Linked DNA regions of Mus musculus: regions 1, 3 and 4 are each linked to region 2. The links are chromatin contacts, called in public Hi-C and HiChIP or PLAC-seq maps. All regions are on one chromosome and are shown on one strand. Each heading gives the region's core, a stretch centred on a gene start, on an enhancer-like site or on the middle of the called end of the contact. The rest is flanking DNA. Distances are from core to core; before and after follow the strand shown.

Region 1 (3,221 bases), core at 344-2,843, 450 kb after region 2:
CAGGGGATTTGATGCCCTCTTCTGACCTCTATGGGTATTACACATACATGGTATACAGACAACACATGTAGGCAAAATACATACAAAGGGGAAAGAAAGAAGAAGGGAGGGAGGGAAGGGAAGGAGGGAGGGAGGGGGGTCAGCGAGAGAGAGAATATGAGTGCATCCCATAGCTATTATGCAAAGTCATGCTAGTTTGTCAGTTTTCCTTGCAAAGTCTAGCTAGACTATCAATTTGGCCTCCTCTAAATCCTCCAGTGCACATGTTATGTCCTTGTTGAGAAAGAGCAGTGGTCACTCCTGTCTGGCTAACAACCAGACTGTGTAGAGAACATGAAGAGCCAGTGACAGAATTCTGATGACAAATGCTTGCCAAAACAAAACAAAGCAGAAAACAAACAACAAGAACAACAAAAACACCAGGATTTTTCGGTGTTGCTAGTCACGTGAAAGAAACAAAAAAAATCTTCCAAGGAAACACAAATTAACCTTGTAAGAATCATGCCTGCACGTGCCTTATAACCCCCAAGCACTGTATTCTATACACATCCTTGTATTGAGAATTAAAGCTTACAGTCAGCATGAAGATGGCTCAGTCTGCCATTAAAGCAGGCATGTCAGAGCCTAGAACAGCACAGCCTTGCAACTTGAGTTTGTACTGTGCGATTCCATTCAGCATGTCTCCCTTTTCATTGCTTTTGTTACATCATTTCTACTTTCCACATCCTTGGGTTGCATTAATCTACTAAGATTCCTAAGACACAGAGATAAAGTGATGAGGAAGATCTACGTCAAACCCAAGAGGCAGAAACTAAATATAGAATGACAGAGTTACTTTGTTGCAATTTTAGTAAGCACGGGCTACAAAAAGAACTTACAAACAAAGAACCAAGCTGTAATGTCCTGGTTTGTTTCCTTGAACTCTGCCCATAAACACTCTACAAACTGTTGCACCCATTTTGAGAGTAAAGGAGACTAAAAACAAAACAAACAAACAAACAAACAAAAACAACAACAAAACACAAAACAAACAAAAAACGCAGCACTTGTAGAAGGAAGAAAGGGGGTGGGGGGGGGAAGGAAGAGGCAAGATGTACCAGTTGTAAAGTGTTGTAGCAGAAAAGGTTGTGGCAATTTCCACACCTGTGGCCTGGGATACAGGGCTTGAAGAATGTGTCACCATGGCATTTCCTTCTTATTTTCCTTTCCCTTGTTTTCTGTACCACGGGAAGGGGAGGGGAGGGAGAAGTGGAGGTCTACGCCCTTTTGCTTGCCAAGAAAAAAATCTTCATCCGCCAATGGGTAACTTGAAAACATCACTCTCTCTCAAACTGGTCTCCTAGTTTGCAAGATGGAAATAAGAACCATGAAAACTGTCTGCATTATATGAAACAGCACTGCATTTACATGTACATGCACACATACGCATACCTGTACACGTACGTGCACACCCATGCTAGGTATTTGCGCAATAAGTTTCTCCTCTTAGTTCTCCCCACTTTCCTTTTCCTTGCAATCTCTTGTTTTCCTTGCCTTCTTTGCCCGCTCTCTAGAGAGCTCTTCGTTTCATAAGAAGATGAATCAGCATTCTAATACCCTTGGCAGGAGGTTGCTGTCAGGGGCGTACCCTGCCCTGTCAGTCTGTGGCTTTAGCTTTAGCTCTAGGGACTTAATTTTTTTTTAACAAAATAACTAGCATGCCCCTTACTCCTGATTTTCCACTTGTTGTTCATGCTTTACCCATTGTAGGAAGGGTGGAGTGCTTCTAAGCCAACGGAAGTGGGGGATCGGATGGGAAGAGGAACATGGGAGGGAGTCATGGTTTTTATTTGCAGCCCTGAGAGCTTGTGAATTGTTTAATGAGAACATACCTTCTCCCCATTCCCCAAGAGTTGAGCAATGAGGCCCTTGCAGCTCTCCTTCAACACAGAAAAGCTTGGGGCAAGCATCCAAAGTGGGACTTGACTGTGGCATGCCAGCATTTTAAAGATCCAAAGTCTACAGAACCGCATGCGTCTCCTGGGACCTCCACATGTGAAACAGATTGTGAGATTGACTCTAGACGTTTTGCTTCCCCCGAAGACCTGAGATGCTTCCTCTAACAATGAGGAAAGTGTGCCCAATCCCTACCCTAGATCTGGGTTTGGGTTACATGCCTGGAGGCTGGAGACAGAGCAAATAAGGCAGTGGCAAGCTTGTCCATGCAGCTCTGAGAGGACCCTCTGTAGATTAGGTTTGTGGATCAAAATGTAGAAAAACTGCAGAGCAAGAAGCAAACCTACCCATGGGAGCAGTGCTTATTATTAAGCAGCCTTGAGTCCTGAGGGGTGAGGGTCACAATAGAGGATCATCACATTCATTGTGTATCTGGTCTTTCCAATGATGTGAGGAGGGAACTGGACTTTCCAGACACAATCAGTGACAGTTCACTTGGATGCATACTCCACACAAAGACACTGGAGCCCAGTGGACAGAAGAGTAGAGCCAGAATCTGCATGTAGCTCTGACACCAGAATCCATTCCTGGCTGGCTGTCATACAATACCCACAAAGAATGAAGAAATGCAGGGGGTCGAGGGGAGAGAATGAATACAATTATTAAAGAAGACAGAAGAACTCAAAATCCACAGCACAGATGAGGAAATGCATTATTCGTACAAATAGCACCTTACTTTTCTTAATTTATAGCCTGGTGAATTAATGGTTCTTGTGTCCTCAAGAAAAGGTTAGAGAATGGGCAGCCTCACCCACTGCAACGGGCAAGGAGCGTGTAATTAGTTTTAGAAGGCCTTCCATGCAAAATGATTAAATCAAGTTTTGGCACATGAAAGGGTAAGCTTTGGTTATTGGAAAATGTACTTAGGTGACACAGCTCATTTCCTGGTGAAGCCAGATTAATGGGACATTACCGACCCTAATTCCTCTACAAGTAAATGACTCACCTCTTCTCCTGCTGGGATGCCTGGAGCTGTGTGTGAGCTTGGCTTCCTTTCATGAAAACCCAAGAACTGGGATGGGGAATTCAGCTGGTGGGGGGAAGTAAACAAGTCAACCCCACTTGGATCTCTGATTCTCCACTAATTGGGTCTTAAACTTGCTGTATCTGAAGAGCCAGACCAGAGCCCTTCCAACTGGTTTCAGAGCTGACTGGGGAGGCCTGCAGTGGTCCCAATGGCCAATATGGACAGGGCCTCGGAAAGAACAAGAGTGAAGGACAAACAC
Region 2 (3,045 bases), core at 321-2,820:
AACTTGACTGGCTCAATGACTATTTTCCAAATGTTACTACGTATAGGAGATCCACACCAGAATTTCCCTCATTTCACATCAAAACTTTTTAAAGGCAATTTTCAGCAGGGCATAGTGGTATACAGCTTTAGTCCTAGCATTCCAGAGGCAGAGGCAAGGGGATCTCTGCAAGTTCGAGGCCAGTCTGACCTATATAGCACATTCAAATATATGAACCTATGTGGGGGGTGTTCTCACTCAAACCTCCACAAATATGTAGATAAAAGGCAATTTTTCTCTCCACAAAATGTATACATAAAGGCAATTTCATCTCCACATTTAGTTACTAAAAATTATTTTTAGATATTTAGATTTGTATCCTAACTTACTTCAGACAATATTTAAGTGAATACACACACACACACACACACACACACACACACACACACGAGAGGGGAGGGAGGAAGGGAGGGAGGGAAAGAGAGCGGGACAGAGAGAGAGAAAGAGAGGGAGAGGGGAGAGAGATGCACAAGCACATGGATGCAGGCCCCCTTACACACACTCATACTGAATATGTGGGAACTGCATCTCTGAAAATTTTCTTGAACCCCAAACCTCAAATGGTTTGTTTAGATTTTGGTCATCAAACAAGAGCACTTGTGTTTCCCTCGCTCCAGTTGGGGGCTGGTGTGCTTTTGCACAGGGTGAGTAATGTCTAGCTCAGCCTCCGCTGTTGCAATCCAAATATACTCACGTTGTGCACTTAGACCCAGCCGGAGGAAGCTGAGACCCAGGAAGCCTGCCAGATGTTTACACTGCCTTTTCATGGAAAGCTAAGCTCTTTAGTTTTGTGTGCATATTTATTGAGCTGTGGAAAGGGATGTTTGAACAAAACCCATCCCAGGATAATGGAGGGCAAAATGTTAAGAGGTACTGATGAAATAAATACTGAGTTGATTTCTACTAAGTAATGGCCTGGCTCTCTGACAGACAGGTAACTCTTGTTTTTTGTTTGTTTGTTTATTTGTTTGTTTGTTTGTTTTGTTTTGATTTTTGATAGACACAGGACGCAGGATACTGGCTGTGGATGGATAGCCATGTGGTTTTTCAGGAAAGTCAGAATCTTCTATGAGCTATGACTTTTGAGCTCAGAACATAGGTGTAAGAACTGGGCAGTTAGGACTTGACTCAGCTTTACTCTGGACAAGTCACATCTTCTCTCTGAACCCTTGTTTTTCTCACCTATTACTTAGACTCACCACATCTTGGACTCTTATTAGACATTAATCATACAACTTCAGTGAAGCGATTAATAGAGTGCTTGGCTCTTTTCTGAAGCTTCATTCCCTGTGACTGTTGGGTCACGGTATCCTTCTGGCTTGGAAGTTCTTGGGATCCACAATGGGACCAGGCTTTCTCGGGGCCACTGCTTTCACAACCAGCTCACTTTTTCTTGGCCTCTGTTCACTTCTTGAAGCTTTTCTCATCTTTTCTTGTAGTTGTGACAACTCAGGCGCCAACTGGAGAGGAGCCTCTCTCCATGTGAATAAACATGTTGACAGGATATATGTAACTTGGACCAGGAGCTGTGGCCTGTGTAACCAAAGAAGAATTCCTGATGAGTTACGAAATTAGCCACTGGTGTTTGGACACTTGGAGGCAGGAAAATGCAAGAGTGCCTGGTTCAGGGACATTTTCTGCTTCTTTTGGTGTTGGGTTGGGATAGGCCCCTCACCTAAGAGGTCCCCTCTCTCTCTTTGCTCTGCGTCCTGGATGTTCAGATCTGTTCAAGTTCCATCTTGTTCCATCTTGTTCCACTGCCTTGCAGTGTGACCTTGAACATGAGCAGAACTACACTGAAGCTTAGGAATGCAGAATGGTGTGGTGTACCTGAATGGTGCTAAGTAATTGAAAACTGGCTTCAAATCTTAACTTGGGGTCTTGTCAGCTGTGACCTTGAACCATAACCAGTCATACTTTGTCTCAGTTTCCTCAACCTTAGGATGGCTTCTCTCATTGCAGGCTATACAGAGTATATAAATGATGATGGATGGATGGTTGGATGGATGGATGGATGGATGGATAGATAGATAGTTGGAGAGACAGACAGATAGAAAGATGGATGAATAGATTGAGTGGGTCAATACTCTCAGCACATAGCTAATGGTTAAATAATAACCTGTTCTCACTATAATCATCACAATTAAATCTTTTACCTATAAAGTGAATATTTATTTATGATCTCTCTCAGCTAAACTCAGCTTCTCTCTCTCTCTCTCTCTCTCTCTCTCTCTCCTCCTCCTCCTCCTCCTCCTCCTCCTCCTCTTCCTCCTCTCCCCCTCTCTCTCCCTCCCCTCTCTCCCCCCTCTCCTTTCTCTTTCTGTCCTTTCTGTCCCACTCCTTTCTCTACCTCTACCTGCTTCTCCAGGTCCCAAATAAACTTCCTTTTATATTAGGCCTGCGACATGGGTGATTCCTCAGGGGGAGCACTTGGCAGGGCCTGCTGAGGTGCTCCCTTCCGCTGCACCACCAATGCCATTTTATAAAATGCAACAAACTCAACCTCATTTATTTAGTTCTTTAACCTTCTAGTCACCTGGAATAATACTGTGCATTTGAGGGTGTGCTCCAGAGGTTCTCCCAGGTGCCCACAGCTGTATTGCAATTACTCTTAGCGGAGAGCTCAGAACCAGAGAAAGATGACCATGTGGCTAGCACTGTGGTGGGAGACCTGAAGCTCAAAGGCAAAGCAGATGACACCTACCTGATGAAGCCCAAGGCTCTTCAGCCTGCCCTTGCTGGTCTTCCCCAGGCAATACTTTATTCCACAGATGCTTCTGTGGGCAAAGAAAACTTTCTTATAGGTTGCTATGTCCGTGGGCTTTGGCTTCGAGTGAGTGGTTCTGGGTTTTGTTTTGGTTTTATCACGTGTTGTTGTTGAACTGTTCTGTGAGAAGACTTCTCTGCTCTGACAAGGAGTGGCATGAGGAGCCTGAGGCCAGGGCAAGGCAGATGACCACAGCTTCCCCAGCCCTTCTGAGTTCATGACCCTCCTGGCCTCTGTCC
Region 3 (3,505 bases), core at 207-2,706, 290 kb after region 2:
GGGACTATGAGCTCCTGAGAAGCAGGGTTGCAACACAGCGCGCCATTGCCAGTGCGGGACTATGAGCTCCTGAGAAGCAGGGTTGCAACACAGCGTGCCATTGCCAGTGCGGGACTATGAGCCCCTGAGAAGCAGGCTGGGCCTCAGTGCAGGCTGTGCTGAAGTACAGGAGGCAAGTGCTCAGAGCTCTGAGGCTGCCCCTGCTGCTGTTAGATGGTTCATGTTGGAAGTTTATTCCTGTTTTTACCCAAAATTAGGAGCTTCTAACAGAACCCTGTAGAACAATGTTCATCTCCAGAGAAGCATGCCAACCCTTCAGATCTGCCCAGCCAGGGGCCACGCCCCCATCAGGCTGCTCCCCGCTATGCTCCTTCTCTTCATCCCAGTTAGATTTTGTGAAGCATCGCTCTCATTTCGTGGATTTTGTTGTCGCTGCTAATTTATTTTGTTTTCTGAGAATTTTATACATGAATACTGTACATCAGTTCTATCCCTCCTCCTCCCCGGCCAACTGTGCCTATGCCCCCCCCACCTCATTCTCAAATTATTGGTGTCTTCTTAAACACACACACACACACACACACACACACACACACATTATAAAAGAATTAAAGAAAATGTAAGATGGAATATGACTAGTGCAAGTACTGGTAGATAGTATGCCCTCAAACAAACATTTTCTCACACAGCTAAATCAGTGAATGAATAAATGGGAGATTTGTGTCTCAACACTGCAGTGATCTCTTATCTTAGGTAGGGGTCCATAGGTAGTAAGTCTATGTTAGTATAAGATTAGAACTTCATATATAGTGCTGAACATATAAGACATGTATTACTCTGTCCTCATAGCTCCTGAGAAACTCATTGAACTGAAAATGAAAAAAAAATGTAATAAATAAGAGTGAACTTGCAGGTCCTTAACCAAGTTCATCAGAGTCGAGAAACTGATGGGAACCCGCAGGAATAAGGAAGTGGGTGCTTTGAGTAGGGAAAGCTGAGCCATAACTTGGAAATGATGGTCTGAAAAGGGTCAGATCACAAACAGCATTGAGCGTCCCCAAACTCAGCGATGCCCGGAGGTCCCCAGGGCAGGAGTTGAGGGGAGGACAGGGAATGAGAAATAGAGAGGACAAAGCAAAAGATGGGACACGGGGGTCGCGCAGAAGCTGATGGCTCACGCTAAGCAAGTTTGTTAAGGACAACAGCATCTCATAAACTATTTGCAGGGAGGGAATGGGCAATGATCAGCAGAAAAATGAATCAGCAATTCAAAAAAAGAAAAAAACCCACAAGATACCTCAGACACAACTGCCTTAGGACAGATAGCCACAGCCCCCCATCGGAAAAAGCTAGGTTCACAGGAGTGGAGAATTTATCTTCTTCAATGCCCTGACCCAAGCCCCAGTCCCAACCTTGCCAAGTCTGTTCTGTGCGAGCACACAGAACTGGCATTACATTGTCCTTCTATCAGGGCCTCTGGGAAAGCCTTGGATTGATTGGCTCCCAGCAAGGAGTGTGTGCATGTGTGTTGTGTGTGTGCATGTTTGTTCAGTACACACAGAACCCAGAGCAGGGAGTCTGGTGACCTCCTGTACCACTCTATGTCTTGTTTCTTTGAGACAGGGACTCTTGCTGAGCCTGGAGCTCACAGATTTTTGTGGGAGGTTTTCCTCTGCTGTGCTGGCAGGCAGCACACCACAGAGTTCTTACTAGTGGGACCTCCTCAGTGTTGGGGTTACAGCATTTGTGGGAATGTGCATGGCTTTTACTTAGACTCCGATGTCCAAAGTCTGGTCCTCAGCAAGTGCTTAGCAAGTACTTAGTGCTGAGCCATCTTTCCATTCCTACACATAGGAGATTTTTAACATAATAATTCCTTAGACATCATTCTATTTTATTTCTGTAGTTTTCTTATATAGAATACATTATAGATTCTCTAAGCAAGAATACTGAACACCAGGGACAGCAAGATGGCTCAGAGATTAAAGGTGCCTGCCTTGTAAGCCTAACAACTTGAGTTTGAATTCTATTCCTGGCACTCACATAAACGTGGAAGAAGAGAATTTACTGACTTGTATATGTGCATCTACACAAACACATTATGTGCACATATAGACATCATAATCCATTTTTAAAAAAATAATACTAAGTACTGAATGCAAAATTGTCTAAATTAAATAATAAAAACACTTCACATCCATTTTCTGATTTGTATATAGTTGCATACATACAAGCACACACACATATATACAAAATCAGAAATGCATAAATTTTATTACATACCATATATACAAATGTTAAATACAATTTATATGTAATGGTATATTATATATAAATATACGTAATATATTATAAATGTATAAATATATTACATATATTATAATTGGGATATACACTAAGTCAAAAATTCATAGGTTCCATAGGTGACAATAAATATATTACATACTTTCCATAGGTTCATAAAAAATGTAAGCAACATATAAAGTTTATGTTCAATACAACAAAGGTTATTTCTTGCCCTAAAATATGCCCCTGCTAAAGAGTTGAACTGTAAGGAATCATATGGCCACAGTGTCCAAGGGGCTGGAATTTGCTGTTTGCATCCTCTATTCAGCCTTATGTTGGAAGATTCACAATAAGGCAAAACTAAGAGAAAAACCCATAAAAATGGCAAAGAGATAAATAGACTTTTAGACAACATAATAAGTATATAGACAATCTAACTGAACATATGGAAAATTGTTAGGATAAATAGATCACAATATCAATATACAATAAAATTATTTTATAAATATTATTTAAGAAAAATCAAATACATATGGGTTACTTGAATAAAAGAATTACAAGACTCATTTGTCATCAGAAAACCCTAAAATATTACTGAGAGAAATTAATTAAAGTTTGGCATAATTTGAAATACAGACAACATCCACAAATCAGAGAACTTAATAATTTTGCCAGTTCTTCGCCAGCCGGTCTCCATATCCAGTGCAGCATGAATCACATGCCCAGTCATTTCTTTCTTGAGCTGTCTTAGTTTGGAAAACCATAAAACAAAATATTGTATGTGAGCACTTTATTAAGGCTATATTCTCAGAAATAAACAAACAATCTGGAAACAAATAAACATAATGTGGAAGGGGGTGAAACCCAGAAAAGGTCTAATTTCAACCTGGCCCTTCAAGAAAGGCCATGGGTGAGCATAGCTTTTAGGTAGATGAGGTGGAGCCCAGAGGGGTGGGGCACACCTTTGACCCCAACTCTCAGGAATGGAGCCCAGAGGAGCCCAACTCCAGGAGGCAGAGGCAGGTGGATCATTCAAAGACAGCACTATCTACACAGAGAGTTCCAGGCCACCCAGGGTGACATGGTCAAACCCTTGTCTCAAAATCAATTAATCAATAAGTCAATCAATCGAATAGCAACAAATCCAGCAAAGAGGAATTCTACGTGTCCACACCAGCTAGTCACTGTTGAGCTTAGCCCCAGGAAGACCAAGGCTCTG
Region 4 (3,325 bases), core at 215-2,714, 260 kb after region 2:
GGTTTTGTTTATTTTGTTTTGTTTTGCTTTGCTTTGCTTTGCTTTGCTTTGCTTTGCTTTGCTTTGCTTTGCTTTGCTTTGCTTTGCTTTGCTTTGCTTTGCTTTGCTTTGACTGACTCTAAAATGGACTGAACTAAGCCTACTAGGTACCTGAGAGATCCAGAGCAGACCAGAATTGCCCAGCCATTTGCATCTCTCTTCCTTCATCTTCTAACTAGGAAGAAGGTACATTTACCCAAGACCATACTTCTACTTTCCCTGACTTTCAAAATAATTTGCAGTGAATCCTCCATGTGCACTAGTGTCAAAATGGCACATAGTAAGTGTTGAGACATCCAGCTGAGCTGGATTTATGTAGACTGGGCCCCCGAGTCCTTACAATAACCCACTAGTATCAGTATTAATCACTGAATTTTGTAAAAGAATAAGTCATCTCAAAGATGTTAAATGAATTAAGAACAAACCAACTGGTAGACCTTGGATTTGAATCCACTTGTGTTTACCTCTGTAACTTATATTCCTTCTAATATTGCACCTGTAAAAGATATTGGGGAAAAAAGCCAACCAAAGAGATCATTTTCTAAGATATCCAGCAAGCTCGCGTTTTGTAGTGTGATAGTTAATATCGATTGTCAACCTGACAAGATCTAGAATCACCTAGGATCTGGGCATACTTGAAAGCCATTAATAACTAGATTAAGTAAATTGAATGGGAAGACTATTCCTGTAGTCTGCACCATTCCATGGGGTTGCATTCCTAGACTGGATAAAAATGGAAAAGCTGGCTGAACATCATCATTCGTCACTGTGGATGCTATATAACCAGCTGTCTCAAGCTCCTGCCACCATGATTTCCCTATCACAATAGGCTGATCGTCCTTTGGCCAAGAAGGCCCAGTGGTAGAAGCTTAGGAATTCCTATCTGCAAACTCAATTATATTGAATTTTCTATTTGAAAGTCCAGTCAGATAAAGGGGGGAAAACAAGTCCATTCATGTTTCTTTGTAAGGTCCCAACTATGACAATTAAGCATTCCCAGTTGCTGTGGAGAACAAGGGAAGATGGAGCATTCCAGTAGCAGAAACTTCTATCTGGAACTAAAAAGGTCAATAGGATCCTTACAAAATGACTTGTCCTGAGTCTGGACCCAGCAAAGGTAAATCAAAAAGATAAAGCAAGGTGTTTGGAGAACCAGTAAGAGGGGTTGGTGGTTAAAGAGCTATCGTTACGATGTAGCCCAGACTAACCACATACAGGATAATTTACATCTATCTAATAGGTGGATAAGGCCACTGCAGTGGGAACTCCTCTCATCATTTTTCTAGGGATAGTCACAGAGGTACCTCTTGCATAATTGCCTTCATCTATTTGTGTTGTTGCCAGCTCGGATTCCTGGGACTCAGACCACAGGAGACCTAAGAGTATTGTATTAGTCATTGGTATTACTATCGGACCAACGTAGTTTCCTGGCTATGAAGCCTCCTGGTTTTGGAGATGCTTAGCATGTGCTCATTTCCCCTAAGAATTTAGCCTCATTTAAGCTCAAATAAATGAGAAACTCTATGAAAAAATGTGCAGCCCTTGACCTTTGGGCTCTTCCAGTTGGCCAATGGCCTTGGGTGAATTCCTCCATAGTGAATCAAACTCAGGAGCCAAGTTGCATTATTTGCAGGATTTTGGCCTTTTCCCTCAATGGCTTTTCTACATCCCTTTCTCATTCCTTCAAGCCTCATCACAGACCAAGTGGTATGTCCACTAGCAGGTTCCTCTGACCACCAAATGCTGTCTACAGCTGTTCTCTGAATAACATAAATACTACTTCTAATAGCCTCTCCACACTCAACACATTTTAATGTGTCTTATTATCCCACCCAAGATTGTAACTCAATGATTCTATCATTCCTATTGGCTTCATCTGTCTTGGACCAGTGCTCCTGAACTTGCCTCTACTTCTCCCTGGGGGTATCATGCCTACTCCTTTCAAACCATTCTCCCCCTTGTCCCTTTCTCTCCATCTCTATCTCTCAGGCTTGTTACTGTTTTTTTTTCTAATATTTTTATTATTACATATTTTCCTCAATTACATTTCCAATGCTATCCCAAAAGTCCCCCATACCCTCCCCTCCACTTCCCTACCCACCCATTCCCATTTTTTTGGCCCTGGCATTCCCCTGTACTGGGGCATATAAAGTTTGCAAGTCCAATGGGCCTCTCTTTCCAGCGATGGCCGACTAGGCCATCTTTTGATACATATGCAGCTAGAGTCAAGAGCGCCGGGCTACTGGTTAGTTCATAATGTTGTTGCACCTACAGGGTTGCAGATCTCTTTAGCTCCTTGGATAGTTTCTCTAGCTCCTCCATTGGGGGCGCTGTGCTCCATCCAATAGCTGACTGTGAGCATCTACTTATGTGTTTGCTAGGCCCCTTAACCATGTCCACATTACCATGAGAGCTGGAGGGTTATCACAAACCAAATGTCTACTCTACCAGGCCATAATGTTGGGGTTTCACAGTCTGGAAGATGATAGGACATGGGGCTCAAGTAGACCCCAAAATCATAAGCGAATTACATGAAGATGTGGCCAAACACCTGTGATCTGCCACTCCTTGTGCTTTGCTTCACGCCTTGAGCCTATATCTGTGTTCTTGTGAGGACATTCCTGGGATCAGTTGACATCCTTGACACCTTACTGGTTGAGTTTAGAAGCCTCTGCATTTCTTTGTCTGCCTCATCTTTCCAACCTCTACATTCTTCTACCATGAACTAAAAAAAACCAAACAAACAAAATCTTTCTGAGTTCACTATTCTCAGAAAGTTATGACTGACTCCTGTGACACAGAGGGCTCCTGCTCACTCTCCAGGGCCCTACTCAAACTTCTTTTTTAGTAGCTTCTCAGAGTATGTGTGACTGGACAGTTGTCAAAAGAAAATAACCATGTGCCTCTGGCCTTCTATCCAAAGAAGACTTGTGCCGGGGGGGGGGGGGTGCTTTAGGACAAATAGCTTACCTAAAAATCATTCCAATCTCATCTTCAGGTCTGTAAGATTTTTGGTCATTTTGATATGTCTTAGCACTAATTTATGTTTGCCAAGTAAAATTTACAGTCCATGAGACTGTATTGTCTTTCTTCTCTCGCTTTTTAGACGGGGCAGGGACATGACACCATCTCTCAGTAGATATTCTCAAGATATCTGTTCAGTGTTTTATACTTCTGCTCTAAGAGTCTGTAGGCCTTTCTGCACTCATGGACTATCAGACCACAAGACCAGGAGGATCTGAGAAGTCAGGCAGGGGGATTCAGAAGCCCTGTGGGAACATACTGT

The links. A called contact is a pair of places that touch in the nucleus more often than the background predicts. HiChIP or PLAC-seq counts read pairs in DNA pulled down with a chosen protein or histone mark.
Region 1: a Hi-C map of nephron progenitors shows a contact between it and region 2, with 2.1 times the contacts expected there. The contact joins two enhancer-like sites. A contact is called at or near these places in 1 of 39 promoter capture datasets (the 3T3-L1 cell line) and 4 of 484 Hi-C or Micro-C datasets (the 3T3-L1 cell line, 3T3-L1-derived adipocytes, embryonic fibroblasts and 1 more).
Region 3: an HNF4G HiChIP or PLAC-seq map of pancreatic cancer cells shows a contact between it and region 2. The contact joins two enhancer-like sites. A contact is called at or near these places in 1 of 15 datasets of contacts at CTCF or cohesin (the NIH/3T3 cell line), 5 of 484 Hi-C or Micro-C datasets (muscle stem cells, nephron progenitors and uterus), 2 of 115 datasets of contacts at active chromatin or transcription factors (fibro-adipogenic progenitors and pancreatic cancer cells) and 1 of 9 other capture datasets (embryonic stem cells).
Region 4: a Hi-C map of the NIH/3T3 cell line shows a contact between it and region 2, with 3 times the contacts expected there. The contact joins two enhancer-like sites. A contact is called at or near these places in 1 of 15 datasets of contacts at CTCF or cohesin (the NIH/3T3 cell line), 3 of 484 Hi-C or Micro-C datasets (the NIH/3T3 cell line, nephron progenitors and uterus) and 2 of 115 datasets of contacts at active chromatin or transcription factors (embryonic stem cells and fibro-adipogenic progenitors).

The regions. Positions count from the first base shown.
Region 1 is chr4:106,093,443-106,096,663 of GRCm38.p6, forward strand. No RefSeq gene overlaps it. Among named protein-coding and RNA genes, the nearest start is that of Gm26047, 24 kb to the right of the region's middle. Within about 2 kb of position 1,594, at least 39 of the 459 cell types and tissues checked have an H3K27ac peak or open chromatin away from gene starts, as enhancers often do.
Region 2 is chr4:105,640,276-105,643,320 of GRCm38.p6, forward strand. No RefSeq gene overlaps it. Among named protein-coding and RNA genes, the nearest start is that of Gm29922, 200 kb to the right of the region's middle. Within about 2 kb of position 1,571, at least 52 of the 459 cell types and tissues checked have an H3K27ac peak or open chromatin away from gene starts, as enhancers often do. A contact at or near this core is called in the NIH/3T3 cell line, fibro-adipogenic progenitors and pancreatic cancer cells, where this site is marked.
Region 3 is chr4:105,929,810-105,933,314 of GRCm38.p6, forward strand. No RefSeq gene overlaps it. Among named protein-coding and RNA genes, the nearest start is that of Gm29922, 86 kb to the left of the region's middle. Within about 2 kb of position 1,457, at least 7 of the 459 cell types and tissues checked have an H3K27ac peak or open chromatin away from gene starts, as enhancers often do. A contact at or near this core is called in pancreatic cancer cells, where this site is marked.
Region 4 is chr4:105,896,892-105,900,216 of GRCm38.p6, forward strand. No RefSeq gene overlaps it. Among named protein-coding and RNA genes, the nearest start is that of Gm29922, 53 kb to the left of the region's middle. Within about 2 kb of position 1,465, at least 19 of the 459 cell types and tissues checked have an H3K27ac peak or open chromatin away from gene starts, as enhancers often do. A contact at or near this core is called in the NIH/3T3 cell line and fibro-adipogenic progenitors, where this site is marked.